Linked DNA regions of Sus scrofa: region 1 is linked to region 2. The links are chromatin contacts, called in public Hi-C maps. All regions are on one chromosome and are shown on one strand. The core of a region is the stretch at or near the end of the contact, and the rest is flanking DNA. Distances in the headings are between cores, read along the strand shown. Region 1 overlaps COBL (protein cordon-bleu). Region 2 overlaps COBL (protein cordon-bleu).

The links. A called contact is a pair of places that touch in the nucleus more often than the background predicts.
Region 1: a Hi-C map of skeletal muscle shows a contact between it and region 2, with 6 times the contacts expected there. The contact joins two enhancer-like sites. A contact is called at or near these places in 10 of 47 Hi-C or Micro-C datasets (fetal skeletal muscle, mesenteric adipose tissue, omental adipose tissue and 3 more) and 1 of 2 datasets of contacts at active chromatin or transcription factors (skeletal muscle).

Annotation. Positions count from the first base shown.
Region 1 is chr9:137,031,830-137,038,921 of Sscrofa11.1, reverse strand. All of the region lies in intron 1 of COBL (protein cordon-bleu), which reads left to right. Among named protein-coding and RNA genes, the nearest start is that of COBL, 20 kb to the left of the region's middle. Within about 2 kb of position 2,246, at least 4 of the 83 cell types and tissues checked have an H3K27ac peak or open chromatin away from gene starts, as enhancers often do. A contact at or near this core is called in skeletal muscle, where this site is marked.
Region 2 is chr9:136,966,015-136,973,239 of Sscrofa11.1, reverse strand. COBL (protein cordon-bleu) reads left to right here. Exons shown (of 16, transcript XM_021063931.1): 3 at 1,191-1,401; 4 at 4,333-4,561. Among named protein-coding and RNA genes, the nearest start is that of COBL, 86 kb to the left of the region's middle. Within about 2 kb of position 5,064, at least 12 of the 83 cell types and tissues checked have an H3K27ac peak or open chromatin away from gene starts, as enhancers often do. A contact at or near this core is called in skeletal muscle, where this site is marked.

The DNA of each region.
Region 1 (7,092 bases), core at 997-3,496, 68 kb before region 2:
CTGCCAAGTGATTCAGGGTCCAGTCCTGAATAAAGATTATCCATCCCTTCATCCATTCCATGGACCAACTGGTCCTTAAGTGAATTGTGTGAACAAAGATCTTGTTTCAAGCTTTCAAGGAGCTCAAGTTCTGTTTAGTCTCGAAGAACCACAGACACAGGGCACAATTTTGTTGCAAAATTTCTTCTTCAGAGGGCTTCCTGTGTACACATGGTTTAACCAAGTTGCTTTGGAAAAAGCCAGTTCCCCCTCCCCAGGTTGCTGGCAAAGCCCTCAGGCTGTACTCAGCACTGAGCTGGGAGTGATGGGCAACTTCAAAATGGTTATAAAGCTTATATAGCCTCTTCCCAAGCAGCCACCAAGAAACGAAAGGCTCTGTAAAACACTTGTGGGTCATTTATTTTGTTACTTTCCTGTGGAATAACTTGTCTGAAGAAGAAATGGTTGATCAACGAAGACAGGAGATGTTCAACCTGCGTGAAATGGTCCTTTAGTACAAAAGCAGTAACCAGGTAAAGACAGGATTCGTTTTTTATTTTTCCACCAAGCCTCTTTTTAAGCAAACATCTTCCTGCATCTTAGGACAAACTCTTGTTAACTGAAGAAAAATGTACAACCTAAACATTGTGAGCTAAATTTATTGGGGGGATCTTGCTGAGAAGTGTAACCCAGCCTATAGCCTCTCAGCTTCCAGGAACTGCTCCAAAGAGGTAAGGGAGGAACCAGGATATACAGGAGTTTTTGCTAGGGAAAAAAAAAAAACAAAAACAGGTAGACCTCAAACGATTACTGCTAATCACAAAAAACTTAGACATCTCAAGTTAAGGATCTTAGTGCTTTTTTAGGTATGGTGCGATGCAAGAGTCTGGGCTCATTGAAATTATTCTTTAGATTCTCATCTTAACTATCCAGGGCCAGTTATCTGGTTCTGCTCTGTGTCCTGAATCCCCTCAGGGTGTGCCATTGGGGCTCCAGCCGTGGTGGCAAATGGCCTGATCCCTGTGGAACTGGAGTGGCAGGTGGCATTCTTTGTTCCCTGGCATGCCAGACAAGGCTCCCCATCCACCCTCTGAATTAAAATCGTATGTTTGATCTACTCCGCATTCACGTTGTGTTATATTTCCTTCCATATTATGGATGTTTAAAAATGATCTATTTTTTACTAACATAGGATCATTTACAAATTTATTCATTTAATCAGCTGTGATTTTTTTTTTCTTTTTTGGCCGCACCTGCGGCATATGAAGTTCCTGGGCCAGGGATCAATTTGAGCCAGATCCTTAACCCACCCAGATCCTTAACACCTGATCCTTAACCCACTGTGCCACAGCGGGAACTCCATAATCAGCTACGATTTTTTTTAAGAATAATAATTAAAATTCACCCGTGTGCTGGCCTCTTGTATGTGGACGGTTTGTCCCTGACCTGACAAAGCCCAGTGTAGAAGAAAGAACAGATCTGTAAATGCATAATGATGACAAATGCTGTAAAAGGGTGGTCTGTAGGGACACCCAGAAAAGGAGCAATTAGTCCTGCTTGCAGGGCGGGGCGAGGATAAGTCAGGTTATTTTTGTGAAAGGCCTTCTCAGAAAATGGTTCTGCTGAAGCAGTTCTTAAATATCACGCCCCTTCCAGACGCCGCGGCCGCCAGCTGCTCCTGCGGGAGGAGCTGTAAATATCACAGCAAGCCTAGCTCCCGTAAATAGACACCTCGAGGTGTGTCCAATGGGGATTTTTCTGTTTCTCACGATCAAAAAGGAGAATAAAGAAGTGCAGACACCCGTGAGGCCGTCTGGACTGGACAGTTTGCAGAAAAGTGGACAGGACAGTTGAGGGGCTCCGGCTGTACTGCAGGTTCTCTGGGGGCAGGTCGTGGGCGCGGCCTCCCAGGGCCCCGCAGGGAGCAAGTGGCACCTCTCAGCTAAGAAGGAGCGCGGTCTGAGGACTCGGGGTGTGCAGGCGCCCTGTCCCCAGGATGTCACTTTGGCTTTGCCCGGAAGGCTCCTCAGGGATGTGGGGATGGGACAGGTGCTGTCTGCAAGCCCGGCACTCGCCAGGGTATTTCTTTGAGTTCCATTTACTCGGGAAGCCTTTGTTTTTAAGAAACAATTTGGATGATTTTAATTGAATACATGATAAAGGCAAATTTAATTCTCCAGCAACTGAGCACAGTCCGAGTTCAAGGATAGCGCCGGGTGTGCAGGAGAGACAGAATTAGGCACATACCGGGACTGGTAAGATCGGACACAGAAAGCTGGCAAACTTTATTCAGACCAGTTAGACTGAAGGTGGTTCTTGGCTGATGCAGAGCCTAGGCGCGTGGCTCCGGCTGGAGGCGCTGTCCTTCGGGTGCGGCCTGGCGCGAGGAGAAACAGGGCGGCTGGCCCGGTGCGGATGCGCTTGCACTCGCTCTCGCTGGCGGGCTGATTTGAAGCCGAGGTCCTTTTTCTGGACTGTATTCTTTTTCCTCTGTGCGTTTGGGAAGAGGTCCCGACGGCAAGCAGATTCAGGGACAAGCACCTGCGCGTCGTTGAAGCACGGGGTTGCACGACGTTGCGCATGTGTGTTTCCGCCAGGGAACCATCCCCGTCATCCACTTTCCGTCCCTTTCAAAAGTGTCCTCTCTCTTTGCCACTCACCGCCAATCTGCTTTCCGCCATGGGAGGCGAGTTGCGCCTGGTCTAGAATCTTCTCTGAGTGGCGCTGAGTAGTCTCTACTTTCTTCCCTCTAGTTCTTTCCCTCCGCGTAAAGGTTTTGGTGACCGTTTGGGTCAGGATGTGTCTGTAGTTCATTTTGTTCACAGGAGGGTCCCACTTACGAATTTACAACAGCTTGCATGTCCGTCCTGCGGTCGATGGACCTTTGGGTTGTTTCCAGGTTTGGGCCTCAAGCAGAAAGCAGCTGTGAGCGTGCGCTTGTGCCTCGGCGTGGACACCGATCCCTCGTCTCTTGGGCGGAATGGCTGGGTCGCATGGTCGGTGTACGGTTACCCGTTAAGAACCTCCCAGCTCTTTTGCAGGCCGAGGAACTGCCTTTCAGACCAGACACAGAGGCAAATTTCAGATGCCACGTCTGCCTTCAGGTTTCACCATGTTCTCGTGTGTGAAGCTTATTGAATTTTAAATGTAAATTATTTACCAGGGCCCTCAAATGTGTCTCGTAGCTTCAGGAGTTTGAATAACTGTCTTAACTTCGAGAAGTGGGACCCAGCCAGCCAGGAACTGTAGCCTGGGCTGCAGGGGGGCCTCCTGAATGTGCCCAGACCTGGGGCGTGAGGCGCCACTGCAAGGTCCAGGCCCTCTTCACTGGGGGGCCTTGCAGGCTGTGCACTAGCTGGCCCTGAGCGAGCCCCAGGGCCCCAGGAGGGAACTGAGAGAAACTTTCCTACCTTTCTGATTCGGCCGTTTTTTTAACATGATCATCATTCATTTTTAAATAGTCCCCACCGTAAAAAAAATTGAAAGAGATAATTTTGTCGTCATCGTCTTGGTCACGCCCGGGGCATGTGGACGTTCCCTGGCCAGGGAGCAAACCCAAGCCACAGCAGCGACCTGCGCCACAGCAGGGACACCACCAGATCCTTTACTGCTCTGCCACCAGGGAACTCCAGAAAAAGATAATCTTGGAAAAGATCACTTTTCAGGGGACGGCCCGACCTCGGTAATGAACAGCCTTTGATGTGAAGACCCACTTGATTCTATTCAGTGGATGACTCTGACTTTAAAAAATGGAGTATTTTCTCCTTTTAAAAACATGATGGCAGGTTTCAAACATACAGAAAACGTGTGTGTGTGTGTGTGTGTTGGCTTTTTGATTGTTTTATGGGTAAAGCCCACATGCTCTCAGTGCATTTGCAAAGTCTTCCACCTGCACTGCTGACTCAGAGCCGGGCTGACGTGCCCCTGGCCATCCTCTCGTCCTCCTTCCCAACCAAACCGACAGTGATCCCCTGAGAGCACTGAGCTTCCTGCCCTCCTTCAGCTGCCCAGCTTGTCTTCAAGGCGACTTAGAGCAGCTACCAAAGCGATGCTTCAGCTGAAGCTGCTGGCGGTCAACAACGCGTTTGGCTGCAGCCGCCTCTCTTCCCCGTCCCTTGTCTCTGTCCTCCTTTCTTCCGGCCTCTTCTTGTCACTCCAGCTCCCCGGTGAGTGTCAGGGTCTCCTCCTGGCAGCCGTCATCACAGGGCACAAGCTGTGCGCCACGTATGCAGGGGAGGGACCCAACCCAGCAGAGGCCCCGCAGCGTGATGAAGCATGCACTCCAGGGCGCGTGGGGGCGGCGGGATGTCCATGAGCGGGTGGCTGAACAAGGAGCCCGCGGACATCGTTGGGGTGGGGTGATTTTGTGTTTGGTGTTGTCATTTTAACCAGAACCACTGCAGCTCAGAGATGAGGGAGCCTGAGGTGGTGAGGGAGGAAGGGGGTCTGGTGACCAGGGTGTGACATCTGACCTGTCGCCTCTGAGTTTTGTAAAAGGCCATGCCCACCCTTCCACACCCCTCCCTCTGTGTCTGCATTTGAGGTGCACTGGCTGCTGGGCTGGGACAGGTCAGGGAGGCCGAGCACAGGCCATCTGGGACCACGCACGGGCTCCTCCGGCCGACCCCTGAGCTGGGCCCGCTCACGTCTCACGGCAGGGAGGGACCTCTGCCGTCATCCCGTCTGCTTTGCCTGTCACCTCAGAACCCAAGTTCCCCATCGATGAACAGTCGAGGAAAGGAGTTCCCGTTGCGGCTTAGCAGGTTAAGGACCTTGTGTTGTCTCCATGAGGATGCGGGTTCAATCCCTGGCCTCACTCGCTGGCTAAGGACCCAACATTGCCGCGAGCTGTGGTGTAGGTCTCGATGCAGCTTGGATCCTGCATCCTGTGGCTGTGGTGCAGATCGCAGCTGCAGCTCTGATTCGATCCCTGGCCCAGGAAGGTCCATATGCCGCAGGTGCGGCCCTAAAAAGACAAAAAAAGAAGGAAACAAGGAAGACCCAGTGAGATGTGCTGGTGGCCCTTGGGGTCCTGGGGTGACTTGGAGCAGGGTGTCCCATCATGGCCCTGCGAGGCCCTGTAGAGCCCCTTGTGTTTGCTCGCATGCAGAGTTGGCCTTGCAAGAACACTGCCCCTCCAGATAGGCTCCCACATGCGGCCCGTCCGAGATCCTGGCGGCTCGAGAGGGTCCCTTCCCCGCCCTGTCTGTGGTGCCCCGACCCTGCTGCCCAGGCACTCACATTTCCCTGGGTCTCATCGGTTGTGTTGCAGCCTGGGTACCAGGCCAGTATAGGAACAGAGAGCCAGCTGGGCCGGGGACACAGAGGGAGGGGATGTGTCAGCCGTGAAACAAGTCTACATGCCGCGAGGGGACATCAGCTTTGCCTTTGTGTGTCTGACAAGCTGGGCGGAAAGGGAAACGCTGATTCTGTAGTTCTCATCCCGGAAAGTGGGACAGGCTCTGCTCCCAGAGGAGGCCTCGCGCCCCAGCGCCGAGGTCACTGAGTACGCGCAGTGCTTGCTTCTGCTCCCCGCTGCCACCTGCCTCGCATGGCTTCCTGGAGATGCTCACTTCCGACAGACATTGTCAGCGCACCTACTGTGTGTGTGGGGGGTGACGGCCGTGGCTGACAGAGCAGAAGGAGCCTTTCGTGTGGCCAGGTCCCTGTGGGTTCCACTCTGTGGGTGCCACATTCTGAGGGGTTCCTCTCCGCAGGAGGCTGTGGGTGAGGAAGGAAAGAGGAGGAATGCCGTTTGTCTTTCTTCTTATCGGTGCACCTGCGGCATGTGGAAGTTCCTGGACTAGGGTTGAATTGGAGCTGCCGCTGTGACCCATGGTAGGTCAGAGCCACATCTTGTGGCAGCGTGGGATCCTTCACCCACTGAGCGAGGCCAAGGATCAAACCTGCATCCTCAAGGATACCGGTAGGGTTTTTAACCCACTAAGCCACAACGGGAACTCAGAGGAGGAACTTGTGACGTGTGACAGAGATGGAATGGATGGACTGGTGACCAGTTGCAGGTGCAGCATGAAGAGAGAAAAGGCAGTATGGCCTGTGGACGGTGACGACGAGAGCAGCTGACATTTGAGGGGGGCTCTGCCAATCCCTGGGGATGGCCCAGAGGTTCCATGGTCCACAGAGTCCCATGGGGAGGGCAGGACAGGTCATCAGCCTCCTTTGCGGTGGCTCAGGGTGAGGCAGAGACGTGTTCAAAGTCACACAGCTGAAAGTGGCCATGCCACTCAGGTCACTGTCTGACTGGGAGCCCTGGGTGGGGGCAAAGCGAGATCTGGAGCCTGGAGGGAGCCATGCCTCTGGAGCAGGTGCAGAGCTCCCGCTCTTACTTGGGGCGGGGTGTGACGGTGGGGCCATAGAGCCTCGGGCTCTGATCTGGCGGGGTGGCCACCTAGCGCCCATGGCAGGAGGGCATCCTGTGGGGCTGAGCTCTTCGTTTCGGTCCACCAAAGATGCCATGGCCTGGGTGGACCAGGAACGCTCCCTCCATCCAGGATGGCCAATCCTAGGGACACCTGCTAGGTGAATTTCAGATAAACGACTGATGAGCTTCCATGTATGTCTCACACCATCACTGTTTATCCGATGCTCCCATGTGACGGGCAGCTGGCTCTTCCCTCTGTTATCCACCAGCATCAGAGAACCAAGATCCCAGTCTGGAAAACCAGGCCAATTGATTGGTGCCACTGTCATCACAGCCCTGAGAGAGAGAGAGAGAGAGAGAGAGAGAGTGTGTGTGTGTGTGTGTGTGTGTGTGTGTGTGAAGGGAAGGCAGAGGGAGCACCGGTGTCTGGAAGATTCTGGCAGCAAAGGACTGAGATGGGGGTGAGGGGAAGCCTGGAGCCAGATGGCATAGGAGTGGGTCCTTGGAGGGCTGGCAGGGCGCGCTGTGACTCAGCTGGCGAGGTGGGTTTGGCGAGCAGGCAGTGAGAGGCAGTTGGGTATTGATTGTCCTGAAGGTCCCTGGTGGCAAGGGTGAGGGGCACCTTGCAAAACGACCCAGTGACAGACTCCTTTGTTGTTTGGGACAGAGAATCAGCGAAAACGGAAAGCAGCGGACCCGGTCATAGTCGTTCGCTACCCGCTGCTCGTGGA
Region 2 (7,225 bases), core at 3,815-6,314:
CACTCACAGCCCTCGCGGTGAGTGAGGAATGGCCAGTGGCTGGCACTTCTGTCTTTACAGATGCACCGTAAGGCCCAGGTCTGCACACACCTGCGCCCTGGACACCTAGCAAGCATCATTATGACTTGAAATGACTGCCGTGCTAGTTCCTGATTAAGAAATAGATCCGAGGAAAAGGCTTATGCTTTTGAGAGAGATTTACCCTCCACTGCTCAGGAAATGTGTAGGAAGAGAGAAGTCAGTGTTAAATATAAAAACATTCCACCAGATGAAAATAAATGATGCAAATGGAATTGTCCATTCTTTGGGACAATCCAAATTGTTATTCCGCTCCCTTAATAAATAATTATCTGCAATGGGAGACGTTATAAAATTTTTTGACATTCAAATAAGGGAATTTTCCTCATTTCTTTTTCAAAAAGCAGACTCTTAGATGAAAAGAAAGCTGTTGTCTTCAACCTAAAATTTCAGTTTTTAGGAGGCCCCACCATGGTCCAGTGGGTTAAGAATCTGCCTGCAGAGGACTGCAGCAGGTCAGGTCTCTGCAGAGGTGCAGGTTCAATCCTTGGCCTGGCACAGTGGGTTAAAGGATCCAGTGTTGCCGCAGCTGCACCTTGGATTCAGTCCCTGGCCCAGGAACTTCCATAGGCCCCAAGTGTGTCCAAATAAATAAATAAAATGTGGGTTTTTTAAATACGCTATGTTGGGGTTCCCTGATGGCTCAGTGGGTTAAGGATCCAGCATTGTCACTGCTGTGGCTCAGGTCTCTGCCAGGGTGCAGGTTCAGTCCCTGGCCTGGGAACATCTTCATGCCACAGGCACAGCCAAAAATAGATAAACAAATAAAATACACTATATTTACGAATGACTGAAAATTCCGTGCCTCGTACCCATAAGTTAACATCGTCTGTGCTGATCTAGCAGGACTCATGGGTTTCACTGGACTGTAACTGTTGCCCAGCTCTCCTGGCTCCGATGGTCCATTCGGTGGTGGTGTTTGTTAGGAGTGAACTTGTGAAGATACTGCTGCACGGTCACGTGTGAGGAAGCCACTAGAGGCTCTTCTCCTTCTCCGAGAGCATAGCCAGTGTGCACCTTCGCCCGCTGGTCCGATCGTGCTGCCCACGCTCAGCTGGCAGAAGGGCGAGTGCGGACATTGCCCATGACCGTGGCTTGTTTCTCTCTTGCAGCCATGCCATGATGGACCTCCTGGTCGAACTCTGCCTTCAGAACCACCTGAATCCGTCCAACCACGCCCTGGAGGTCCGCTCTTCAGAAACCCAACAGCCTTTGAATTTTAAGCCAAACACTTTAGTTGGAACCTTGAATGTCCACACCGTGTTTCTGAAAGAAAAAGTTCCTGAAGCGAAAGTTAAGGCTGGCCCCCCAAAGATGCCTGAGGTCAGTAGCACGGGGACCCCTTTGTCACATGAGGACGTATGCAGTTATCTGTGGCCAAAGATGCTGGTGGCGTGAGGCGCCGGAGGAACCCCTTATCTGAGTAACCCATGCAAACAGCTCTGGTTGAGAGTCCCACTTCCGTACTGGGCAAAGTTAGGTACTGAAGTGAGTTTATTTCAGGAGACATAGGTCTGCAGCATTGCATAAAGTTCGTTGTGCTGTATGGTCCCTTCAGGTACCAAAGAAGAGTTCCTGGTCTCCAGCCATCCGTCGGAACTCTCTGCAAAGATGAGAGTGGTCCAGAATTCTGCCCGGGGCAGGGCAAGAGCCACCGATCCCTTGTAGCTACTGAGCAGGGCAATGCAGCGAGTGTGCTCGAAAAACTGGGCCTTTCATTCTCTTAATTCGAATTGAAATAACACACGTAGCCAGTGTCTACCCTCTTGGATGGGTTCCGAAGGTTCTGGTCGGGTCCTGGAGGCCTTCCTGCCCTGGCAGCGGCGAGGGTGTGTAGAAGACTCGGACATCCTCCTGGAGAGAGGGAACAAAGGGGCTTTTTTGAAAAACTGTCAGAAATAGTCATTGCAGTTGGAGAGCATTTTATGTGTAGATTTCAGGCTTTTGATTATTAAATAAGTTAATTTCAGATGTGTATTGTACTCTTTAGGAAAGCTTTGCTCTGGATCTTTATCTCCAATTGAAAGCAGTGCTTGTGTTCCCACTGTGGCTCAGCGGGTTCAGAGCCCCCCTAGCATCCATGAGGATGCGGGTTCTATCCCTAGCCTAGCTCAGTGGGTTAAGAATCCAGAATTGCCGCAAGCTGTGTGGCAGATGTGGCTCGGATCTAGTGTTGCTTTAGCTGCAGCTCCAATTCAGCCCCTAGCCTGGGAAATTCCATATGCCACAGGTGCAGCCCTAGAAAGAAAAAAAAATCAAAGGCTATTTTATTCTTTCAGATAACTGGAATATCTGCTAAATTTCTCTGCTTTTAAAAATGGTAATTTGGCCAACAGTTCATGTTCTCCGGGCTTGGGCAGTTAATCACTTGTACTTGGGGCCAACTGTACTCTTGAGTTCTCCCTGGTTTTTCAAGTAAATCCATGTTCAAGGAAATGAAACCTTTTTTTAATATTCTGTGGCTTTTCTTGTCTTCCTGAGCCCCAGGGGCAGGTGAGCCCAGGGTTATACATGACCTCAGCTTGAGAAGCATGAAGAAGCTCCACGGTTTCCTCTTTCCTCCTGAAGTGCATCAAACCCTGGCCCTCAGGCTGGAAGGGAGTGGGATCCATCTCGGCCAGTTTTTTATTCAGTGCACGCTGTGTCCACTCCCAGGATCTTAAAACCATATGGGTGATCAGTTAAGACCAAACAGAAGCTGGCTGCGTGAAACTTCAGCATACCACACTTTTGTCTTTGTTTTTAGGGCCACACCTGTGGCATTGGAAGTTCCCGGCCTAAGGGTCAAATCAGAGCCGCAGTTGCCAGCCTACAGCACAGCCACGGCAACACTAGATCCCAGCTGCATCTGCGACCTATACCACAGGTTGTAGCAACGCTGGATCCTTAACCCGCTGAGTGAGGCCAGGGATCGAACCTGCATCCTCATGGAGACAACATCAGGTCCTTAACCTGCTGAGCCAAATGGGAACTTCTGTTACACTTTTTGTACCTGTAGACATTTACAATCAGCTTTAGTCTAATTGATTTACTTTCTGATTATTTTATGCCTATGATTTATAGGTCTAATATAGTTTTCTAGCTTAAAATACATATGTGTGGTGTATTTCTATGAATCTATGTGTAGCATATACACACTCTATGTATTTCTATAGATGTGAATATATTCAGGTGACTATTTTGGCTTCTTAAACAAAATTTTGATGTTTTATGGGGTTTTTTTCCTTTAAATTGGATTGTTCACGATAGTTTCACACTATTTTTCTTTAGAAAATGTTTTAAGCGCCTTGTGGTTAGTCTGTCCGGAATCCTTGAAAGACAGTCTATTCCTTGAGATCTGTCTTTCCTTTCCCCACATCGTTAGCCGGTTGTTCATTAGCAGAGGAGATTCGAGCGGAGCCCCCCACTGGCTCAGTGGGTTAAGAAGGACATAGCTGTGAAGGAACCAGGCAGGATGAGCCAGAAGGAACACAGCTGCAGCCAAACGCGTTGTTGACCTAGCCAGCAGCTTCAGCTGAAGCATCGCTTTGGTAGCTGCTCTAAGTCGCCTTGAAGACAACCTGGGCAGCTGAAGGAGGGCAGGAAGTTCAGTGCTCTCAGGGGATCACTGTCGGTTTGGTTGGGAAGGAGGACGAGAGGATGGCCAGGAGCAAGTCAGCCCGGCTCTGAGTCAGCAGTGCAGGTGGAAGACTTTGCAAATGCACGGAGAGCATGTGGGCTTTACCCATAAAACAATCAAAAAGCCACACACACACACACACACACACACACGTTTTCTGTATGTTTGAAACCTGCCGTCATAGTTTTTAAAAGGAGAAAATACTCCATTTTTTAAAGTCAGAGTCATCCACTGAATAGAATTAAGTGGGTCTTCACATCAAAGGCTGTTCATTACCGAGGTCGGGCCGTCCCCTGAAAAGTGATCTTTTTCTGGAGTTCCCTGGTGGCAGAGCAGTAAAGGATCTGGTGTTGTCCCTGCTGTGGCTCTGGTCGCTGCTGTGGCGTGAGCTCCGTGGCCGACCCAGGAACTTCCACATTCCGGCAGCATGGCCAAACAAACAAAACAAAATCCCTAAAGTACACACAGGGTCCCAGGCATTTATTTTTCCCAACTTAGTATGCCCTCTTCGCCCACGACCCACTGAATTTGGGAAGCAAGCCTGGACCCACACAGAGTCTGGCCCCGCTCCACCCTGGCATAAACACCGCTGTGGGCAGATGTGCTCACGGGGTCGTGCCCGCTGTGTTTTGCAGAAGACCGTGCGCCTGGTCGTCAACTACCTGCGCACGCAGAAGGCAGTGGTGCGCGTGAGCCCCGAGGTGCCTCTGCAGAACCTCCTGCCGCTCATCTGCGCCAAGTGCGACGTCAGCCCGGAGCACGTGGTGCTCCTCAGGGACAACGTGGCCGGCGAGGAGCTGGAGCTCTCCAAGTCCCTGAGCCAGCTGGGGATAAAGGAGCTCTACGCCTGGGACAACCAGCGAGGTGAGGCCCCCCCTACGTCCCCCGGGCCGCGGACGGCTGTGCGCGCATGCGCCGCCCAGCAGCCGGGCACGTGCCTGTGTCCCCGCATCTCGGATTCGGTGCAAAGCAGCGCGGGCGGGGGCGCAGAACCCCGAAGGGCAGGGGGCACGGCAGTGACTCCTCTTTCCCCCGGTGGTCCGCACGCCTCCGACCCCCCCTCTCCTGTGAGCGTCCACGAGACGCTTAAACGGGGGAGAAGTGCGAACACTGGGGCTCTCGCTCTGAAAGAACAGACACCGCCTGTGAACCGTATTGGCTTGGATTTCCTTTGCGGTCGCTATTAAACCCTCCCAAGTCTCGCACGTTGTTAGCCGTTGAAGCCAGCGGCACAAGTGGCTCCTCCCCAAATGTGCTTTCTCCTCCCGTGAGTTTGGCACCCGCCTGAGGTCGCCCAGTTAGACCCCCTGGCTTGAGAGGCAGCTTGAGGCCCATGCTGGCACCAAGACCACGCTGTATAAGCGGCTGTCCCCGGGTGACCCAGGCTATTTCAACAACTGTCCGACCAAAAATAAATGTCAGTGTTGCTTACTTTAGGATTATTAAGATGGACCTCACCAAATTGTCCATTTTAATGAGGTCACTCGATATCTGTTGCCTTTTTATTTATTCCACAAATATTGACCAGGTTGGGCTTTTAAAAATATTAGTGTTCAAGTTTTCATATGTTTCTTCAGCTTAAAAAAATTCCCATTTAAAAAAACCTCTGCATATTCTTATTACCATTTTGTGTGTGTGTATGCAATCGGTGATTTCAGAACCTGCCAGAGGTTCTGGACCCAGGTCTCACTGACATTCTAGAAAAGGCTTCAGCTCAGTCACATATAAGAACATAGACCATTTATTCCCTCAAAAAAAAAAAAAGTGTTCCCACATTTGAGAGTAGTGCACCTCACGTTTGACCCAGTATCTTTTTAAAACATGGACAGGATTATTCTCAGCACCTGCTTCAGGGGCCCGGGTGTCGTGTGTGTCGACTGGTTGTGGTGGCCCTGTTTAGATTTGGTTTCTGGGACTCTGGAAACAGAGCTTTCCTTTGGCAAGATAGGGAAAAAAGAGGGAAAGACAGGAAAGGAAAAACTGCCCCCATCTAGGCCTGTGAGGGGAAGAGACTCTGCAAGTATGTTTGTTACGTGCTAATCACTCGCTGTATCTTGAAACGTCGTTGTGCAACCTGTTAGCCGGGAAAGCCCTGTAGCAGCGCTAACAGCATCTCTCCGTTAAGGGAAACTCAACGAGGCCGGAGCTCCCTCTTCTCATCCTCCCCACCCCCCCAGCCCCCTCCTCGCTGCCTTGGGCACGCCCCCCCCCCGACCTGGCAGCCTCCCCCACAAAGGAGGGGCAACCCTGGTGTGATGGGGACCCGCTCTGCCGGGACCAGCATGCCTTCATCCGGCCCATCGTGCGCCGTGCGGGCTGTGACATCGCCGCCAAACGCCTCTGTCCCCTCCTCCTGACACTCAGACACTTGAGTGGAGAACATTTCTGTCCCCGTCCCTGAGGAGCCCTCCACGTTGTCGCTCCCGCTCACGCCCTGTCCCCGGCGCACAGGCGGTGGGGAGACGGGGACGCCCAGGCCGGAGGCGCGGAAGGCAGAGGCCCGGCGGCGGCAGCGTGAGACGCAGCGGGCTTTGCTGCCACCTGCCGCCGGGACGGCGCCTAGCAGCCCGGCCCGTGCAGGCCTCGAGGGGATGGGGCCGGGACGCGGGCCTTCGCGTGCTGGGCCCCCCAGGGAACCGCCCCACCCCCGCCCCCCGCGACCCCTGGCACAAGTTGACGCAGGGCTGGAGGCTTTGTGCCACCGCGGGTCGAGAAGCCCGTCGTCACTCTCTGTCGTCTGCCTTTTCCAGTTCTTCTGACCAAAACGCAATCGGAGCCCTCCCTGAGCTGCCGAGGTACCGTGAGCCCCGCGCTGTCCTGCCAGGCTGCCCTCTGCATGGCTCTGGGCTGCGGCCATGCACGGAGTGACCCCAGGGCATGTGGGGGTGGCACCTCCTGGGGGGGGATGTCTTGCCAGGCTGAAATGAGGTTGTGGTTTGATTCCCTGAACCTCTGGTTGGCTAAGCCAGGAATGTCCCTCGTGTGAAGATTTGCTGTGTGGCCCTGATGGGTGAGAAAGGAAGCGGGTTGCTGTGGAAAACAGGGCCTTTATGAACATAGAACTTGAGGGCAGCGGGGACGTGGTACATGCGGGAAAGGCGTCCTTTCCTTCCTGCTGCCTGCGCCGCCCTGTCCTGACCTGCCCCCAGCTCTGTCCCGCCTGCTGCAGGATTTGGGGACAGTGTGGATGGTGGTGAAATCTGACCTTTTATGTCATAAACAAGCATGTCAATGATCAGTCCAGATTTTGCTTTTATTTCTTATAAATTACATAATGCATACACATATGCATGCACATATTTACATAAGTATGTATGTTCACACATATATATTGGGATTTATATAAACCTTTGGGATCACACACACACGCGCGCAAGTGCACTCCAAGGGGGTCCTTGAACTCACACTGAGTGTTTGTATTTTACAGAAATTTCTGTCCATGTTTGTTAAAGTGTTTAAGAATAGACTTTGTTTCTAGAAAAAAAAAATAATGCAGGGGCGTAATCTCCAGAATATACAAACAGCTCA